2 separate regions of the Macaca mulatta genome follow, and region 1 is linked to region 2. The links are chromatin contacts, called in public Hi-C maps. All regions are on one chromosome and are shown on one strand. Each heading gives the region's core, a stretch centred on a gene start, on an enhancer-like site or on the middle of the called end of the contact. The rest is flanking DNA. Distances are from core to core; before and after follow the strand shown. Region 1 holds the start of MYCL (MYCL proto-oncogene, bHLH transcription factor). Region 2 holds the start of CAP1 (cyclase associated actin cytoskeleton regulatory protein 1).

Region 1 (5,179 bases), core at 1,422-3,921, 140 kb after region 2:
GGAGAATCGCTTGAACCTGGGAGGGGGAGGTTACAGTGAGCCAAGATTGTACTACAGCACTCTAGCCTAGGCAATAGAGACTTGTCTAAATAAATAAATAAATAATAAAACGCAAAAACTAAAGCATTAGAGTTTTGCGTTCAGTCATATACTTAGCACCCATGATGTGCCAGGCTCTGTTCTAAAGCCCTAGGGTACAGCAGTGAATAATTTTGTGTTCAGTCATATACTCAGCACCCATGATGTGCCAGGCTCTGTTCTCGAGCCCTGGCGTACAGCAGTGAATAAGGCTGACATTTGTGTGCCCTCACTGAGTTTACAGTCTGACAAGGAAGACATAAAACAAACAAAAATATTCAAAGTGAAAAAGCAGTGCAACTCTCAGAAGACAACTTAATTTCCTTTTTCCTACTTCTTGAGGAGGGGCAGCATCTCCTGGTTGCCCCCAGATATCATCTACAATGAAACCATGGGAGGAGCTGCAGGGTGGGGGCTGTAGTCTAGGTGAGGAAGACCCATTCTCCAAATGTAAATTTCCAGCCTCCCTTGAGGTCTATACCACCAATTATTCCAATAAAGTTATTTTCTACTTACATTTGTCTAAGGTTGGTTTTTGTTTTGTTTTGTTTTGTTTTGTTTTGTTTTGTTTTGTTTTGAGACGGAGTCTCGCTCTGTCGCCCAGGCTGGAGTGCAGTGGTGTGATCTCAGCTCACCGCAAGCTCCGCCTCCCGGGTTCACGCCATTCTCCTGCCTCAGCCTCCGGAGTAGCTGGAACTACAGATGCCTGCCACGACACCCAGTTAATTTTTTTGTATTTTTAGTAGAGATGGGGTTTCACTGTGTTAACCAGGATGGTCTCGATCTCCTGACCTTGTGATCCGCCTGCCTCGGCCCCACAAAGTGCTGAGATTACAGGCAAGAGCCACCGTGCCCGGCCTAAGTTTGGTTTTTGTTATTTGTAACCAATAACCCAGACTAGTACGGCAACCATCTCAGACATCTGCGGACCAGAGAAAAGTCACTAAAAGACAATCCAACGTCTGCGTCTTGGGGCGCAACCAAACCTGGAACCCTTCTAATTTGTGGCTTCCGTTTAGCACAAAGCAGGGCACACAAGCTCTCTCAGTGAAATCTGGTTGGCTGAGTCTCTCAGTCAGTTAGTTCACAAATGTCTGCCAGAAGCTGTTCTATGTGCAGAAATCACAAAGCAAGTAGGAGCAGGTTTCTGCCTTCAAGGATATCCCACATGCAGCCCAGACCCAACGTATCTAAAACGGAAGGCTGTCATTTTCCCTGCCTTCTCTCCCAACCCATGTAACAACTCACATTCGGGTCCCATGCTCCAACCACATTGAACTGCTTGCCCTTCTCACTTCCGTCTGCCAACAGTGAGTAGTTTGGTGTTCTTAGATCACAGGGGTGGGAGGGAAAGAGAGAGACAGCAGGTAATCAGGCTGGGGTAGACAGACACCAGACCTTGATGCCAGGTGGAGGAATCTAGATGTATTGGCTGCTGTCCCAAGTTACTCTCTTCTGGCCTAAATCTCAGACTGGCCATATAGTTTAATTTTTTCTCTTCCACCAAAGGTCATCTGTGTAGAAGATGACACAAAGGGGAACCCAGCACGGTGGTCCATGCCTGTAATCCCTACACTTTCGGAGTCTAAGGAAGGAGGATCATTTGAGCCCAGGAGTTCGAGGCTGAGGCGAGTCATGATCGAGTCACTGCACTCCAGCCTTGACGCTGAGTGAGACCCCGTCTCTTAAAAAAATATTAAAAATTTAAAAAAGTTATACAGAGGGGTTATCTATCATCTTGGCCAGCGATGCCGGGCAAAACTTGAAACAACTTGGTCCTGCAGTATTTTCCAGATGCCAAATCCTCATTCTCTTTTCTCTACTGTGCAGCTCCTACAGTGTTTTGTGTGAGAAGAGAGGGAGCACAGCGGGTCTCAGCCCTGGCTTTGCCCCGGGAAAAATTCCTCCTCACTTCTGCACCGCCCTACCGAAAGCAGGGGCTAAGCCAGCGCCGTCTGCGTCTCCTCCTGGCCCAGGCCCCTTCCCTAGATGCTCTATTTCCCTAAAGCCTCACAACAACCCTGTAAGGTAAGCATTACCATCCCTTCATTTTACAGATGAAACTGAGGCTCAGGAGGGTTACGTTTCAGGCTCTAAAGCCCGGCATCTTCGCTTCGATGCCGTCCAGGCTTAGGCCACCGAGCTTAAGAAACGGGCCGACGGGTGACCAGACGGACGCCGGAACCAACCCAAGTTCAGGGCTGAGGGCCGCCAGGTGGCGCGTTTCCCTCCTCCCCCCGCGGCGGCTCGGGCGCACCTGAACCCAGCGGGGCGCGCCGGGGAAAGTAGGCGCGCAGGGTGGAGCGGGGAGTAGCCCTAATTCTCCAATTCGGAGTGGGCAAGGAGCATGGTTTACTTCAGCCGGCTGGCACTGCCAGCGCCTCGATAGAGTCACGCCTCCACCAGGCGGCTGCCGGGCCCCATCAGCCCGCCTCCTGTTTGCGCTCCCCAGCGTGCAATTTATTTGGGGGGCTACCGGGGATAGAACGGAGTGGGCGAGCGCTGCCAGGAGGTGGGGCCTGCCCCACCTGTCGACTGCCTGGAGTGGGCAGGGAGGAGGCGGGGTTTGTTCCATAGGGCCCGCCCCCCAGTCCCTGGGTCCCGGGCGCGCGACGAGATATAAGGCAGCCAGGAAACAATGCGCCTGCAGCTCGCGCTCCCGCGCCGATCCCGAGAGCGTCCGGGCCACCGTGCGCGAGCGAAGGAGGGGGCGCGCGCGCGGGGGGCGCGCTTGTGAGTGCGGGCCGCGCTCTCGGCGGCGCGCATGTGCGTGTGTGCGGGCTGCCGGGCTGCCCCGAGCCGGCGGGGAGCCGGTCCGCTCCAGGAGGCGGGCGGCGGGAGCGAGGTGAAGCTGCGGGTGGCCCCGGCACGGGAGCGGGTCCCGCGGTGCGGGCTGGCTGCAGGGTGCCTTCTGGGCACGGCGCGCCCCCGCCCGGCCCCACCGGGCCCTGGGAGCTGCGCTCCGGGCGGCGCTGGCAAAGTTTGCTTTGAACTCGCTGCCCGCAGCCGGGTCCGCGCTCTGCGATTGGCTTCCCCTGCCACTCTGACCCGGGGCCCGGCTTCTCGGGACGCGAGGACTGGGCGCAGGCTGCAAGCCGGTGGGGTTGGGGAGGAACTAGAGCCTGGCAGCCGGCTGTGCCGAGGGACCCGGGGACGCCTCCTTCGCCCGGCCGGCACCCGGTCAGCACGTCCCCATTTCCCTCCCGCAGGGAGCGGACATGGACTACGACTCGTACCAGCACTATTTCTACGACTATGACTGCGGGGAGGATTTCTACCGCTCCACGGCGCCCAGCGAGGACATCTGGAAGAAATTCGAGCTGGTGCCATCGCCCCCCACGTCGCCGCCCTGGGGCTTGGGTCCCGGCGCAGGGGACCCGGCCCCCGGGATTGGTCCCGCGGAGCCGTGGCCCGGAGGGTGCACCGGGGACGAAGCGGAATCCCGGGGCCACTCGAAAGGTTGGGGCAGGAACTACGCCTCCATCATCCGCCGCGACTGCATGTGGAGCGGCTTCTCGGCCCGGGAACGGCTGGAGAGAGCTGTGAGCGACCGGCTCGCCGCTGGCGCGCCCCGGGGGAACCCGCCCAAGGCGTCCGCCGCCCCGGACTGCACTCCCAGCCTCGAAGCCGGCAACCCGGCGCCCGCCGCCCCCTGTCCGCTGGGCGAACCCAAGACCCAGGCCTGCTCCGGGTCCGAGAGCCCAAGCGACTCGGGTAAGGACCTCCCCGAGACATCCAAGAGGGGGCCACCCCATGGGTGGCCAAAGCTCTGCCCCTGCCTGAGGTCAGGCACTGGCTCTTCTCAAGCTCTTGGGCCATCTCCCCCTCTCTTTGGCCGAAGCTGCCCGTGTAGCCCCCAGCCGTGTATGTCTGGCACGTGGGTGTGTTGGTAAACAGTTTGGAGAAGTGGCGTGGGAGCCAGCGTCCCTTTGATGATTATTGGAGCCCCAGGGGACCAGGGATATGTAGTGAGGTTTGGCGCTTAGAGAGGACAATACTGGGGTTGGACTGTAAGGGATTTCTGTCCTAACGAGTCCGGAAGGGGATCCCTTAAGAGTCACTCCAAGCCTGAAGTTTTTTTTGCTGCTGCCTCTTTCCCTGGGAAACTCACACTCCCCTAGGGGGAGAAGAAGCTGAGAGCCTTTTGTGCAAAGCCAAAGCCCATCCTTTTAAAAAACTAGGTCTCCAGTTGGCTTTACTTAAAAATGCCAATAATAAATGCCCTCTTGTGCCTCCCCACCACCACTTACCACTCGTGCATCCCTGAGACAGGAAGGGAAGAATGAACACTCCCCATTAACAGATGGAAAAACTGAGGCTTAGAGATAGAAAATCACTACAAGTCAGCTCCAGCTTTCTGCCATCTAGCCAGCCCCTCTTCCCCAGTGCTCCATCCCAACCAGGCACCTCTTCCTTGATGTTTGGGTCTTTGTGGTAGCTTATCTTAGAGGCACTACACCTTGCCTTGCTGTTTGTCCTAAGATGGAAAAGTGTCCTTCTCGCTCCCTTTCAATACATCTCCAGCTTCAGCTGCTCCCTTGCATTCAACAAATATTCACTGGCCCCTACTTTGTGGCAACCTGTGGGCTACGTGCTGGGGTCAAGGCCATAGAGCTCCAGGCCCTCCTCTCCCATCCTTGATGCAAGGGCAAACCTCACTGAGGGCAGACTAGGGCATCCTGTGCCACTAAACTACATTTTTCTTGTTCTGGCATCTTAGACCTCCACACCCATGAGAAATACTGGAGAGGGTATTTTTGTAGAGTGTAGACTGAGGCTGGTGACAAATAAATCAGGACCAAGAAAACTCACTGTAGCTTTTAGGAATAACTTTTACATGACAATTCGATAGGGAACTGGGGAATGGGGTATGGAAGTTGTCATACACTTGAGAGGAAAAATAGGATAACAAGAAAAATTAAAAGTCTTTTTTTTTTTTCCTGGTCCACTGTGTTAAGGTCGTTTTTAACCAGCTTGCTTTCTACACCAAGAGTTTATGTTCGTTTGATGGCTGGAAAGAATCTTGAGATCAAAAAACCAATAAAGATATATCTCTACAACGGCTGGTGGAGTGGTAGAGTGGAATGAGCATTGTTTTGGA
Region 2 (5,392 bases), core at 2,417-4,916:
GGAGAATTGCTTGAACTTGGGAGATGGAGGTTTCAGTGAGCCGAGATGGCGCCACTGCACACCAGCCTGGGCAACAGAGCAAGACTCCGTCTCAAAACAAACAAACAAACAAACAAACAAACAAACAAAAGCCCTTCACAACTTGGCTGACATCTAACCTTTTTTGCAGTCTGGTCTTCTGCAAAACTCCAGGCCCCAGTATTTCACTAAACAATTCAGGCCCTCTCCTGTCTCCGTTATCTTTACTCTTGCTGTTTCCTTTAGCTGACCCACCTTATTAGACATCTTTGCCTGGATGTGCTACAAACACCTCAAACTAAAAACATTCAAAATGCATTTTTTTCCCATGTCACTTCCCTAATTTACCTCTCATACTCTTTATCTGAATGGTACTACCCAGTTCCCTAAGACAGAAAGCCAGGCAATTGTGCTACTCTTACTTCTTCATTCCCATAATCAGCCTCCAATTCTACGGATTCTATCTTCTTAATATTGCTCACATATGATCCCTCTACATTCCCATTTCCACCGTCTTAGTTCATGTCTTAGTTCATGTCTACAGCAAGAGCTTCCAAACACTGGTTTACTTCCCCCATAGGCCTGGTCCCCTCCTACTTGACAGAATGAACTTTCTAAAATATAAATCTGATGACATCATTTTCCTGCATAAAACCCTTCAAAGCATCTCTATAGCTTTCAGGGTAAAAATCCAAATTCTTTAGCATGACTTACAATGTCCTCCACATATGACTGACCTGACCACATCTCACTTCCTCCACTTCCTCAACCATTACTAGAATTCCAGTGACACTGAACTAGTCGTGGTCTTTCAGCTGTCCAGTTCTCCAGGTCCTTGCACCTGTAGTAGTCTCTGCCTGGAAATCCCTTTTCCAGATTCCCTATATAGTTAAATAAATATTTCAAGAGTTAGCCTCCCATTTCCTCCTGGAAGCCTGGACAACTGGCTCAGGTATTTCTCCTCTGTGCTCTTGTAGCCCTGTGCTATGCGCTATGAAACTGTAAGCCATCCCTCATTTACTTGTCTATTTCCTCTCCCACTGTAAACTCCAGAAGAACTGTATTCTTTGCCACAAAGGCTGTCTCATTAAAATGTGCCTCATACATGCTAAGGTCTTAACAAATATCTGGTGGGGCCGGGCACGGCGGCTCACGCCCATAATCCCAGCACTTTGGGAGGCCGAGGTGGGGGATCACCTGAGGTCAGGAGTTTGAGAGCAGCCTGGCCTTCATGGGGAAACCCCATCTCTACTAAAAATACAAATAAATAAATTAATTAAAGTCTGGTAAATGATAAATGTGCTGATCTGCTCAAGGATTTTCACTTGAAGAGAGATCCCACAAAGAGCTTCAACTGACACAGTTCTGATGCTAACCTGTCTCAAATGTTCTCATTCCCCTCTTCGAACACATTCCTATTTATCCTTCAAAATTCATCTTAAAAACTCTGCTTCTTCAGAAGGGCTTTTCCTGAACCCCTTGTTACATACTTTCAGAGCACCGTGTTCTTTCCTAACTCTCATCAACATAATTATTTCTTAAACATCCCTGCAAACAGTGCTAGCTCCATGCGGGCAGGGTCTACATTGTTTTGTTTTAAAGCTGCATTCCCCGCATCTGGGAAAATGCTGGCACAGAATAAACACAATTTGTTACGCTGAATTTAATCCTGTGGGGTCAGCAGAGATCTCCACTTAAATGATGAAAAAAAGGAGGCTCAAAGAAGTTAAATAAGGCACCTATGGCCATAGACACTTGGCACTGCGGCCAGACCAAACCTGAGCCGTCTGGTTTCAGGTCCAGAAGTACACACCTTCAATAAAGTTAGCCTGGCTTTTCAAAACAAGAGCAGCAGCCGAGGAGGAAAAGGAGGATATCTGCCCGTAAATACAAGGATTTGCCCGCCTCTCTTTTAAAAACTCCCTAGGCATTTCAAACGGCTCAATTTGGGAAGAGGGGAAAAAAAAGTTCCACGCAGCGATGGCCTTTGACCTGCAGCAGCCTTAGGGGCAACACCGACCGGAAGACCATCCCAAGTTAGAGAGGTTCCGAGCAACAAGGGAAGGAACCGGGGCTGGTCATCTTAGGAACCAGGACCATGATTCTGATTATTTTCCTCACTCGCTATATATCTCGGACTAGCCTCTTTTCTAGGGATCAATTTACCCATCAGTGCAATGGGAGCATCAACAGGGAACAAGAAAGACTCTCCGATCTCGGAGGTTCCTTCCAGTCAGAGCACCTCAGGAATCAGGCCTCCGCTGAAAATGATGGGCGGCACTGCGAAATCGGGCAGAGGGGCCTCCCTCGGGCAACCGGACTCAGCTGCTCACCCCGGCCCCACCTCAAGAGACCGCGCCCAGGAGTCCGGGTCGGCCTGAGGGCCTCAGCCCCGGCCCTCTAGGCAGGGTTCACGACACGCGCGCAGGCCAGAAGGGCCATTAACAACACCAGGGGCCCATGGGCCGCGGAGGAGACCCCAGTCCCTACCAAGCTGCACACCCTCACCTCAGAGTTCTGCCTCACCTCCGGACTACGATCAGCCGCTCTCCGCTTCCGGCAAGAACCGCCCAGCAATCTCCGCGCGACCCACTTCCGGGCCCTCACTGGGCGCGGCACCCCCACCGGAAATGAGCCGCCGGCTGAAGCGCTAGGCTGGCCCGCGACTGGGCAGGAAGTCTCACGGCCCCGCTCGTGACTCCGCCCCCCTTTGCCACGCCCCGGAGAAAGCGGCCCAGCTCGCACAGAGGGCACTTGGGGAAGAGCCCCGCCCTCAAGGCGGGAGCGACGCGAGGAGGGCGGGCTCACAAGCGAGGTCACGCCCTCGTCCCGCTTTACCTACCCGGAATCGTCCCCGAGACCCGGGCGCAGGAAGGGCAGAAGTCCCTGGCTAAGCTCGTCTCTGGAAGGAACAGAAGAGTGGCCAGTTCTCTGTCAGTTTGGTCTCAGTGGCAGAGGCCGGTTCCTTTCCGCTGCAGTCCGGAAAGGGTCTTGGAACGACTGGGGTCCAGGATTCTCTGAGGGCAGGAATCCGGTCGGCCGTCAGCTCTTGGTGGGGATCGAGGCCAAGCTCCCCCTGTCTCTGGGCGTGCATACCTCGGTTTCCCCGTTTGTGACGTGGGAAGGCAATTAGTCTGGACATTGTTGTGGGAGGACTTGCGGAGACTGGGCGCAGGGTGTGGGGGTCAGTGAGGGCGCTGTGGGTCAGCCTCAGCCCGGCTGGCAGTCCCGGGACTGGGAAGGTAAGAAACCCTCCGCTCTCACCCCACTTCCTGTTTGGTCGGTGTGTTTTGTGACCATAGATGGTCAGGTCTGGGGCCGCGCGAGAGCCTCCGCCCTTGTGGTTTTGGAGCCCTTCCTCCCGGCGCGCAGGGTGTGGTCCCCGAGAATAAGATGAGCAAAATTAAAGCAGATCCTGCACCCACCATGCTGAAATCCGGCTTCTGAGGCAGCCTCGCCCTGGGCTGCGCGGGCCCAGGCGGCTGCTACTCGCTTCAGGGGGAGGTTCCGCACGGTGGCTGCCGCGCGCAGGGGAGGATTCACTTCCTTGCTCCTTGGGCTGGGAGATCCGATATTTGTTCCCTCAAGACTCACGCTCTCCAACCGGTCATTATCCTCCCACAAAGATTTATTTCTAGAAAAAACTGGCGAGTGCCACAGTTCCCGCCCCTTCGGCTGAAAGACTGTGACAGCTCCGTGTTTCAAGTTGAATGCAGGAGTTATATGCCAGAGTCAATCATTCAACAACTAAAGTTCTTATAATAACAGCTACCATTTACTGCACGCTGACTACTTGCCAGACCTATGCTGAGTTCTTCAAGCGTATTTTCATTTACTCCTAATAGCAACTCTCGGTGGTTGGTACCATTATGTCCTCTGGTTTTCAAATGAGGAAGCTGAATAACTTGCCAAGGTCAGAAAATAACTGTTGAAACTGAAGGAAACACATCTGTCTGACTCTAAATCCCAGGAGCTTAATTAGCCCCTGTGATAGACCACACTGCAGTCATTTGAGGCAGTTTTGAGGCGGTGAATGCCTCTGGATCTGGAGACACACTGGGTTCCAGTGCTGGCATAGGCCCTCTACTAGGGGTCAGACTTTGGTCAGGTTACTTTGGACGGGTTACTGAGCCTCTTCCTAACTATATGGCTCCCAGCATGTTTAAAAGAACATGACAACATGAAAAAATATGGTATAAAAGTCATAGTATATTTTAAATATTGACATTTAACTAAAAACACTGTCTCTCACACAAACTCTAACTTTATTTGGATATAGTCTTTGACTCTGCATTTGGTTCTTCTAAATCTCTTTCTGGATTAGGGACAGAAGGAACATAGACCATACATGCATTCTAGAGGAAGAGGAGAGAGAAGAGGAAGCAGGAAGGAGAAGGAAGAAAGTTTCCTCATCTATCAAATGGGGAATATTCATGGGGCTGTAATGAGAAACAGAAGCAGTAATGTATGTGAAACCACTTTGTAAAATGCTTCATTATAAAGAATGTACACACGACTTAAGTTACAACCCCTGCCCTAAGGAATGTCCGGTCTTTTAAGAAGTCTAGATACATGCACTTGTAACTCCAGTAAGAGATTGGAAGATAGTTGAAGAACATCCATCACATGAAGGGCTGGGCGCAGTGGCTCACATCTGTAATCCCAGCACTTTGGGAGGCCGAAGCAGGCAGATCATGAGGTCAAGAGATCAAGACCAGCCTGGCCAATATGGTGAAACCCTGTCTCTACTAAAAAATACAAAAATTAGCTGGGCGTGGTGGCAGGCATCTGTAGTCCCAGCTACTTGGGAGGCTGAGGCAGAAGAATCGCTTGAACCCGGGAGGTGGAGGTTGCAGTGAGCTGAGATTGTGCCACTGTACTCTAGCCTGGCGACAGAGGGAGACTCTGTCTCAAAAAAATAAATAAATAAAAGAATATCTGTAACATGTATTTATGCACTGAAAAAAAATTATTGAGCTACATAGTAGCAATTATTGGAAGAGTTCAATAATTGCTATGTTATTTTGTACCAAGCACAACTGGGGATCCAGCAGTGGACAAGTCAGACCCTGTTACTGCTCTCATGGTGCTTACAGTCTATTTTGGAAATAGTATTACCATTTGGAGTGGTCATCAGAAGATGTGCTGCCTTCTGTCTTCCAGCTTTTTCCTCCTCACTGATCTTGCCCCTTGTCCAGGACCCATTGCTTCATCCGTGGTGAGTTCTCATCTAGCACATGTTCAGTGAGTGCCTTGAATTCAGAATAGTAATTTCCTAGGCAGAGATGGACGGACAGATCGTTGCAGAGCAAACATGAATGAACAGTAATGGAGATGGGAATCTGTGCTGGGCTGAGGTGAGAGGTTCCTGCAG

The links. A called contact is a pair of places that touch in the nucleus more often than the background predicts.
Region 1: a Hi-C map of fetal cortical plate shows a contact between it and region 2, with 1.6 times the contacts expected there. The contact joins the promoter of MYCL here to the promoter of CAP1 in region 2. A contact is called at or near these places in 2 of 14 Hi-C or Micro-C datasets (fetal cortical plate and liver).

What each region holds. Positions count from the first base shown.
Region 1 is chr1:200,884,453-200,889,631 of T2T-MMU8v2.0, forward strand. MYCL (MYCL proto-oncogene, bHLH transcription factor) reads left to right here and starts at 2,672. Exons shown (of 3, transcript XM_015136019.3): 1 at 2,672-2,923; 2 at 3,288-3,792. The coding sequence starts at 2,843.
Region 2 is chr1:200,747,307-200,752,698 of T2T-MMU8v2.0, forward strand. CAP1 (cyclase associated actin cytoskeleton regulatory protein 1) reads right to left here and starts at 3,667. Exons shown (of 13, transcript XM_015136064.3): 1 at 2,861-3,667. LOC106997909 (a long non-coding RNA gene) reads left to right here and starts at 5,053. Exons shown (of 2, transcript XR_003723509.2): 1 at 5,053-5,236.